2 separate regions of the Mus musculus genome follow, and region 1 is linked to region 2. The links are chromatin contacts, called in public Hi-C maps. All regions are on one chromosome and are shown on one strand. The core of a region is the stretch at or near the end of the contact, and the rest is flanking DNA. Distances in the headings are between cores, read along the strand shown. Region 1 overlaps Fstl4 (follistatin-like 4). Region 2 overlaps Fstl4 (follistatin-like 4).

What was found. A called contact is a pair of places that touch in the nucleus more often than the background predicts.
Region 1: a contact with region 2 is called in a Hi-C map of cerebellar granule neurons, with 2.6 times the contacts expected there. The contact joins two enhancer-like sites. A contact is called at or near these places in 8 of 484 Hi-C or Micro-C datasets (the HPC-7 cell line, the N1E-115 cell line, cerebellar granule neurons and 3 more) and 2 of 115 datasets of contacts at active chromatin or transcription factors (T-cell acute lymphoblastic leukemia and double positive thymocytes).

Annotation. Positions count from the first base shown.
Region 1 is chr11:53,027,026-53,030,406 of GRCm38.p6, reverse strand. All of the region lies in intron 4 of Fstl4 (follistatin-like 4), which reads right to left. Among named protein-coding and RNA genes, the nearest start is that of Gm11186, 91 kb to the left of the region's middle. Within about 2 kb of position 1,451, at least 1 of the 459 cell types and tissues checked has an H3K27ac peak or open chromatin away from gene starts, as enhancers often do. A contact at or near this core is called in cerebellar granule neurons, where this site is marked.
Region 2 is chr11:52,878,551-52,881,696 of GRCm38.p6, reverse strand. The region is part of intron 3 of Fstl4 (follistatin-like 4); the gene reads right to left. Among named protein-coding and RNA genes, the nearest start is that of Fstl4, 120 kb to the right of the region's middle. Within about 2 kb of position 1,501, at least 6 of the 459 cell types and tissues checked have an H3K27ac peak or open chromatin away from gene starts, as enhancers often do. A contact at or near this core is called in cerebellar granule neurons, where this site is marked.

The DNA of each region.
Region 1 (3,381 bases), core at 202-2,701, 150 kb before region 2:
GCTCAGAAGCATGCGGAGGCAGCGCTCCCCGCCGCTGTGGGGTTTTCTGCTGTCGACCACACCAGAAGTTTAGAATCAAACATCAGGAATGGAGAAAAGGAAAGGAAAGGCAATGGTTTTAAAGAGCCTGCCAAGCTCTGATCCTTGGGAGAGAACAAATCAAACAATCTCACTGGTGACAGGGATAGACCTGAATAGAAACCAAACACAATTTCACATTCCTCTTTGCTGGTCAGCTGGAATGCTGTTATCTGTGCTGTGTTATGGATAAACCCAAGCCCAACAAGCAGGATCAAGATGCTACTTTCTGAGAACTGCAGGAGCCTTTATCCTGCCCTGCCAGCCTTGTCTGGAGCACATTAGCTTCGTCCCATCAGGAATTTGGCGTTTTGACGCTGGCTCCTTGGAAGTGACTTTAAGCCTGGATATGTGTTCCCTGGTAAGATCACCTTTGTTGATCTTTGAGGTTTGGGCCATGCCACCTAGTTTTATTACACTTACAGTGTGATTATGGTGGAACACACATAGCAGGTAATACTAGCCCCATCTCTGACTGGGCTAGAGATTTGGTGTGTCTAGAGTCAGTCAGTTGATCTCCAATACAGTTTTCGAATACCTAGGCTCAGCTAAGCTTTCCTGGCTGGCACTGACCCGTGCATACTGGAGTCTTCTGTGGGTGGACTCAAATACTCCCAGTGACTGTCTGTAACTGGAAGTACCAAACTGTGTGTGCAAGCATTGCTGAACTGTGGCAGTCATTCTGAATGCTGAGGTAACTACTTATCAGGCAGGTGACATATATATATATGTATGTATATGTTTATATACATATACATACATACACACATATATATACATACTTCGGAGCTGCGGGACAAAGGGCTGGCATACATACTGAGTGTGATGCAGCAGGATGGTGTGAGGGTTACCATGCTACAAAAATGATGTAATTCTGGAGTTTTCTACAGCTTCCGAAGTTGGCTTTCAGTATATGAAATAGTGGGAGTTGAGGGCCGGGCAAGCTCAGGGGTGACCGTATTATCACGTACCATTACCAGAAGGAGAAAGTACCCTATGTACAACACACTCAAACTCTTGCACCCCGGCTGGGAAGCTTCTCTTCTCTGCTGTTTCTCTAGCATGTGCTAACGTGCCTGGATCTTGTGACATGGATTCAACTCAGGTCCTCCTGCTTACAAGGCAAGGACTTTGCCAACTGAGCCATGTCCCCAGCCCCTGTCTGGCCCATTGGAATTGCTCTTTTTATTTTTATTTTTTATTATTTTTAACCAAGAGAAGATCACTTGGCAGGCCAAGAGCTTTCTTGTGAAGGGGGATTTTCCAGCAGATGGATTCAGTTCTCATGGTGAGAAAAGTCAGTCTTGAGCCAAGATTGGTGGCTACCCCTGCTGGTGAGGGCAGGAAGCTATAGAGGCTGGCTTCTAGGATTGGCTTGGGTTCTGTACCCGCACATGGCCTGCCTCCAAAGCCATCCAAGGTAGCTCTTACTGTGCTCCTGTTAATCTCTTTGGATCTTTCAAAGTTCAGGATTCAGTTGGCATTTAGACTTGGCTCAAGGGAGTCAAGCCTTGTAATAAAGCAAGGAGCTCATTATTCAACGGCTGCTCTTTGCAATGGTATATCTTGCTAATCACCGAAGGCACATGGTCCTCTAGTTAATCACTGCCTGGACTCTCGGCTCCTCATAGGACCTTGGCTGAGATTCACATGGAGACGCCTAATGCCTAGCAGGGTCACAGAATACTACAACAGCAGGGGACTGAGAGGAAGGCAGGCTGACCCTGTGACTATGCAGGACAGAGGGAGGACACCCAGCAGGAAGTCGGTTTTGAGTCACAACCCAATGAGATCAGAATTCCAGGACATGGTACCCAGCCTCTTCATTCCCTGACCTACTTTGTTCTCTGTAAGATCTCCGTGTAAGACAGGCCCCATCTTGACTGGTGAGAGCCTGCTATATGGTATGTGTTTAGAAACCCCAGCCAGCACCCTAGGACCATACCCTTGTGATATTTATTTTTCTGTTTCAAATCTGTCATTGGGTCATTTGTCACCACCAGGGCTTAGATCAATTAACCTGGAAGAGTTCCACAGTTGAGACATTTCCTGGTGGTGGCAAAACCACAGGCCAGAGTCAGTGAGGTGGCTCAGTGGGTAAAGAGCTTGCTGCCAAACCTGATTACCTGGGCTCCATCCCTGGGATCCACATGGTAGAGGAAGAGAAGGAACTCTCAGAAGCTGTATTCTGGCTTACACACACACACACACACACACACACACTGTGGTATACACATAAATAAAAATATGATATAAATGTAAAGATATAACCAGTTATATCTCTTTATTTTAAGATTGAATTTCAAGTATTCCAGAATGGTATCAAACTCTGTAGCTGAAGAGGACCTTGAACTTATCTTCCTGTCTCTGTTTCGCTAGTGATGGGGCTATGGGCATGTAGCATCATGCCTGGTTTATGCAGTTCTGGGGTTCAAACCCAAGGCTTTGTGAATGCTAGGCAACTACTTTACCAACTACATCCTCAGGAGAGTCAGGTTTTAATGCTCCTTTGCTTAGCCAAGGTCACCATCTTCCCTTTTCTGGAAGCTTTCTGGTCACTCCAACTTTGACTGACTATCTTTTGATTCGGTACTGCGCATTTAGTCAGAGCTTGATACTCCTGATTATGTCCTGACACAGGGGTTCTCCAGGGCAGAGGAGGAACCAGGTGCTGCCCTGTGTTCCCAGCTGAGAGGCTCAGGCAAAGTATGTAGGATGATGGTGGCAGAAGGCATAGTTAGGAGGCTGAGCAGTGAGGGATACTCAGAGGAAGAGAAGACCTGTCCCAGCTCAGAAGAGAAAAAGGCAGGAGATGATTACAACCAGTCAGCCTGATGGTGGGACTGCATAGCCCTGCTTTCCAGGGCAGCCATGCAGAGCAGAGCCCTAGGATGGCTGGTCTGCAGGCAGCCCCAGGCTTGGCCTCTCTTGCCCTTCAATTGCAGATGTACCCTCTGAGACGAAATGGTGCTAGAAGAGGCAAGAGCCAGAGGTGGGAACTGCCGCCCAGGACGTGAGCACGGGGCTCAGGGTGGCACCGTGATCAGAGAGGAGGTGGTGGGTGATGGCTCACCTTTCTGTAGAAGTCATGGGAGCCTTTGTACTCACAGACAAGCACCAGAAGAATGTGGAAAGTTAAGCATACGGAGTTGTTCCTTCAAGGGAAGGAATAGAATGAATACCTGTGACCTGCCCAGAAGGCTGGGAGCGGATGTGCTTTCTAGCCTGGTGACAGTGCAGACCTGTCTGGGAAGGAGGAAGCTGCTGTTGTCCCCATAGCTGGGCTGCCCTTCATCCTCAAAG
Region 2 (3,146 bases), core at 252-2,751:
TCGGGGCCTTCTCCAGCTAGGGGCAGAGAGGAACAGAGAGATCAGTATCTCTGCGGGGCATGTGGCAGAAGACATTGGGATGTTAAGGAATATAGCAGCTCTATAGCAGCTCTATCAGCCAGCAAAAAAATTGGGGACTTTAGTCCTGTTGTCATGAGAGGCTGAAATCAGTCAGCACTCGGCAGTAGGGCACAGAGGTGAGCTTGCCCCTTGAACCTCGAGAAAGAGCCCACGGATGCCTAAGCCAAGAACAGCACTGAACTGGCCAAGACACTTATTAAACTAGAGCAGCTTCAAGAGCCCACGTTTGTGCTAGGTCCCCAAGTGTGTAGTCATCTGTCTGCAGGGCACAGAGAGCCCACGCTGAGACGAAGACAGGTCCATGACTCAAGGATCTCTTTACCCTGAAGGGCTGATGATTTAAAAGCAAATCAGATAATTTCAAGACATAAATCAAAACGATCACGGATAACTGCCTCTCACGGTTCCCAGGGAAAGGAAACCACACCCGACACCAGAAACAAATACAGAGGTTGGTCACAGACAACAGCATGCGGGTAAATATTTAACAATCTGTTATCTGTGAAAAGGAACAGGTCATTTTCAAAGCCCCGATTCATAGCACTTGCCAGTGACCATGTGTGAATGGCTCCTGGCATGGCCACATGCAAACAACAGGCTCAGAAAATTCCCAAAGATGGGGGGCAGTAAGCACCCGTGAGCCAGCAGGTGCTGGCTGCAGCACAAAGCTAAATGGCGAGAGCTGTCACCAACAGTTGACTTCAGATGAGCCCGGATGGATAGACACGAGGAGGGGCAGCCAAGACACATCCTACCTCCCCCTCCCAAAGTACAGAGGTGCTGCCTCCCTAGACCACCTCAGCCCAGACCGATTCAATCACTTGTTACTTCTTCTGATGTCTGCTTGCTGATCTCAAACTCTCAACCTTTCACCCAGAATACATGCTTCATTTCAGTCTGCAAAGACAAGACATCTTCTCTCCAACTCCACATCCAACTCAGCCCCCATCATCCCTTGGCCTCTGAAGACCTGGTCCTCCCATGTCTCCCTATTTCAGCATCTGGTGCTTCTGTCCAAAGGCAAACGGTAGGAATCTAGGACACAGCTCCAGTGTGGCTTTTTCTTTTCCTTTCCCCATTGCCAGTGAGGCACTGGGGTTCAACAGCGTGCTCCTCAAACACAGAAGAGCATAGATACTGACCGGCAGTTCTCCATCTATCTTATCCCAATCCTCCAGAATGGGTCATCTAGATTATAGTGGTGGCCTCCTGACTCAGCTCCTCATAGCCACTCATCTATCCCTATTCTGTACAATAGAATGACCACACAGAACTGCACACCTACTCTTTCCAGCCATATCCATGATTGAAACCTGCTTGTCAATTCTCTCATTCGAAGCCCCCTATCCTAGACCATAGCCACTCATGCAGTCCTTGCCACATCTCCTGTGTTACCTTGTTTCAGATATTTCCTCCTCCTGCCTGTGCGGTTGGCTTTTCCTTTCCACTTCCTCCTGCCTGAGCTCTTGGCCAACTCCCCTGCTGCTCTTCTCCAGGGCTCTGCCTGGTCAGCCAGGCCTCAGCTTTCAGCCCTGAGCATTAATAGCTAAGAATCTTTCTGATTTCCTAAGACTATTGGGTGCCCAGGACCCCCTGTTCATCTGCTTCACAGCTCTTATCCCAATTATAATCACTCATTTATAGAATAATTTAATGCCTACCCCCTCTCTGAAAAAAATATATTATATATATATATGTACATATATATGTATATATAGTTTATGTATGTGCCTGAGTGCATGCATGTGTATCATATGTGTACAACATCTATGGATATCAGAAGAGGGCATCAGCTCCTCTAAAACCAGAGTTACAGGCAGTTGTGAACTGGCCTGTGGAAGCTGGAAACCAAGTCTAGCAAATGCCCTTAGCCACTGAGTGGGATCCCCTTCTCTTGGATTGAAAGAGGGCATGGCACTGTAAGCCAAGCTGTTGCTTTGTTGTGGTGCTACGATGACTTTTCTCTGCAGAGGTCACATAAGAAATATAGAATTAAGTACAAAACCTGAAGTCAGATGGAAATATACAGAAAGATTTCAGTTGTGGAAACAATATAAATGTTTATTAGACTAGGCCGGGGACAGATAGAACGGCAACAAACACTAAGTCTTGTTGATGGGATACCAAGGAAAAGACAAGAGGGAGGAGAGGGTGTGTGTGTGTGTGTGTGTGTGTGTGTGTGTGTATTCATACGTATGGATGGGACTACATGCCATAGCATTTGTATGGAGGTCAGAGGACAAGCAAGGTGTCAGAACTTGCCATCCCTCTGGTTAAGACAGGGTCCCCTTGTTTTCTGCCTCACACTCCAGGCCAGCTGGCTCAGGCACTTTCAGGGACGCACCTGTTTCTGCCTCCCATCTCCCCATAGAAGTGTGGGGATTACAGAAGCTCACGCTGTGTGCTTGGCTTTTTCATAGGTTCTGGGGATTCAAACTCAGGATCTCACACTTGCATGGTAGCATTTTTATCCACTAAGCCATCTTCACTGTCCCACAACTAGTTCTGTCTTCCTCTGTCTATGAAGTTATGAATTCAGTTTTTTATAAGAAAGGGTTTTGTCTTTATAATCAGAAAAAAAAAGAGTATTATGTGAGGCATCACATCGAGGCTAAGGAACAGACGAATCTGTCCTGCCTTCATTCCACAGTGACCAGCAGGTCGCTCACTGGACACATGTGTCCTCCCAGCACACCTGTGGCGGCAGCAGGTTCCTGCAGGCAGACATCTGGGTCCCAGAAGGTACCTGTCACATTAGGTGCCTGAGACAAGATTTTCTTCCCCGAGTCTAACTGGGCCCCAATGACAAACAACAGGTACAGAAAGCCCAGCCTTGCAAATCTGCTTAATCAAAGCCCAAGGGAGAGCCTTTGCCATTAAGCAGGGTTTTTATTTCCTTCGGGATGAAGATATTTTAGAATAAATTTCTCTCTTATTCCAAAGAATGAATTCTTAAAAGAGAGGACACATTCCCTACACACATTGCCCACAGCTGCCTGGCTTTTTTTTTTTTTTTTTTTTACCAGTAGATGAGAAACAGCAACTCTACCATCTCTGTGATAAAT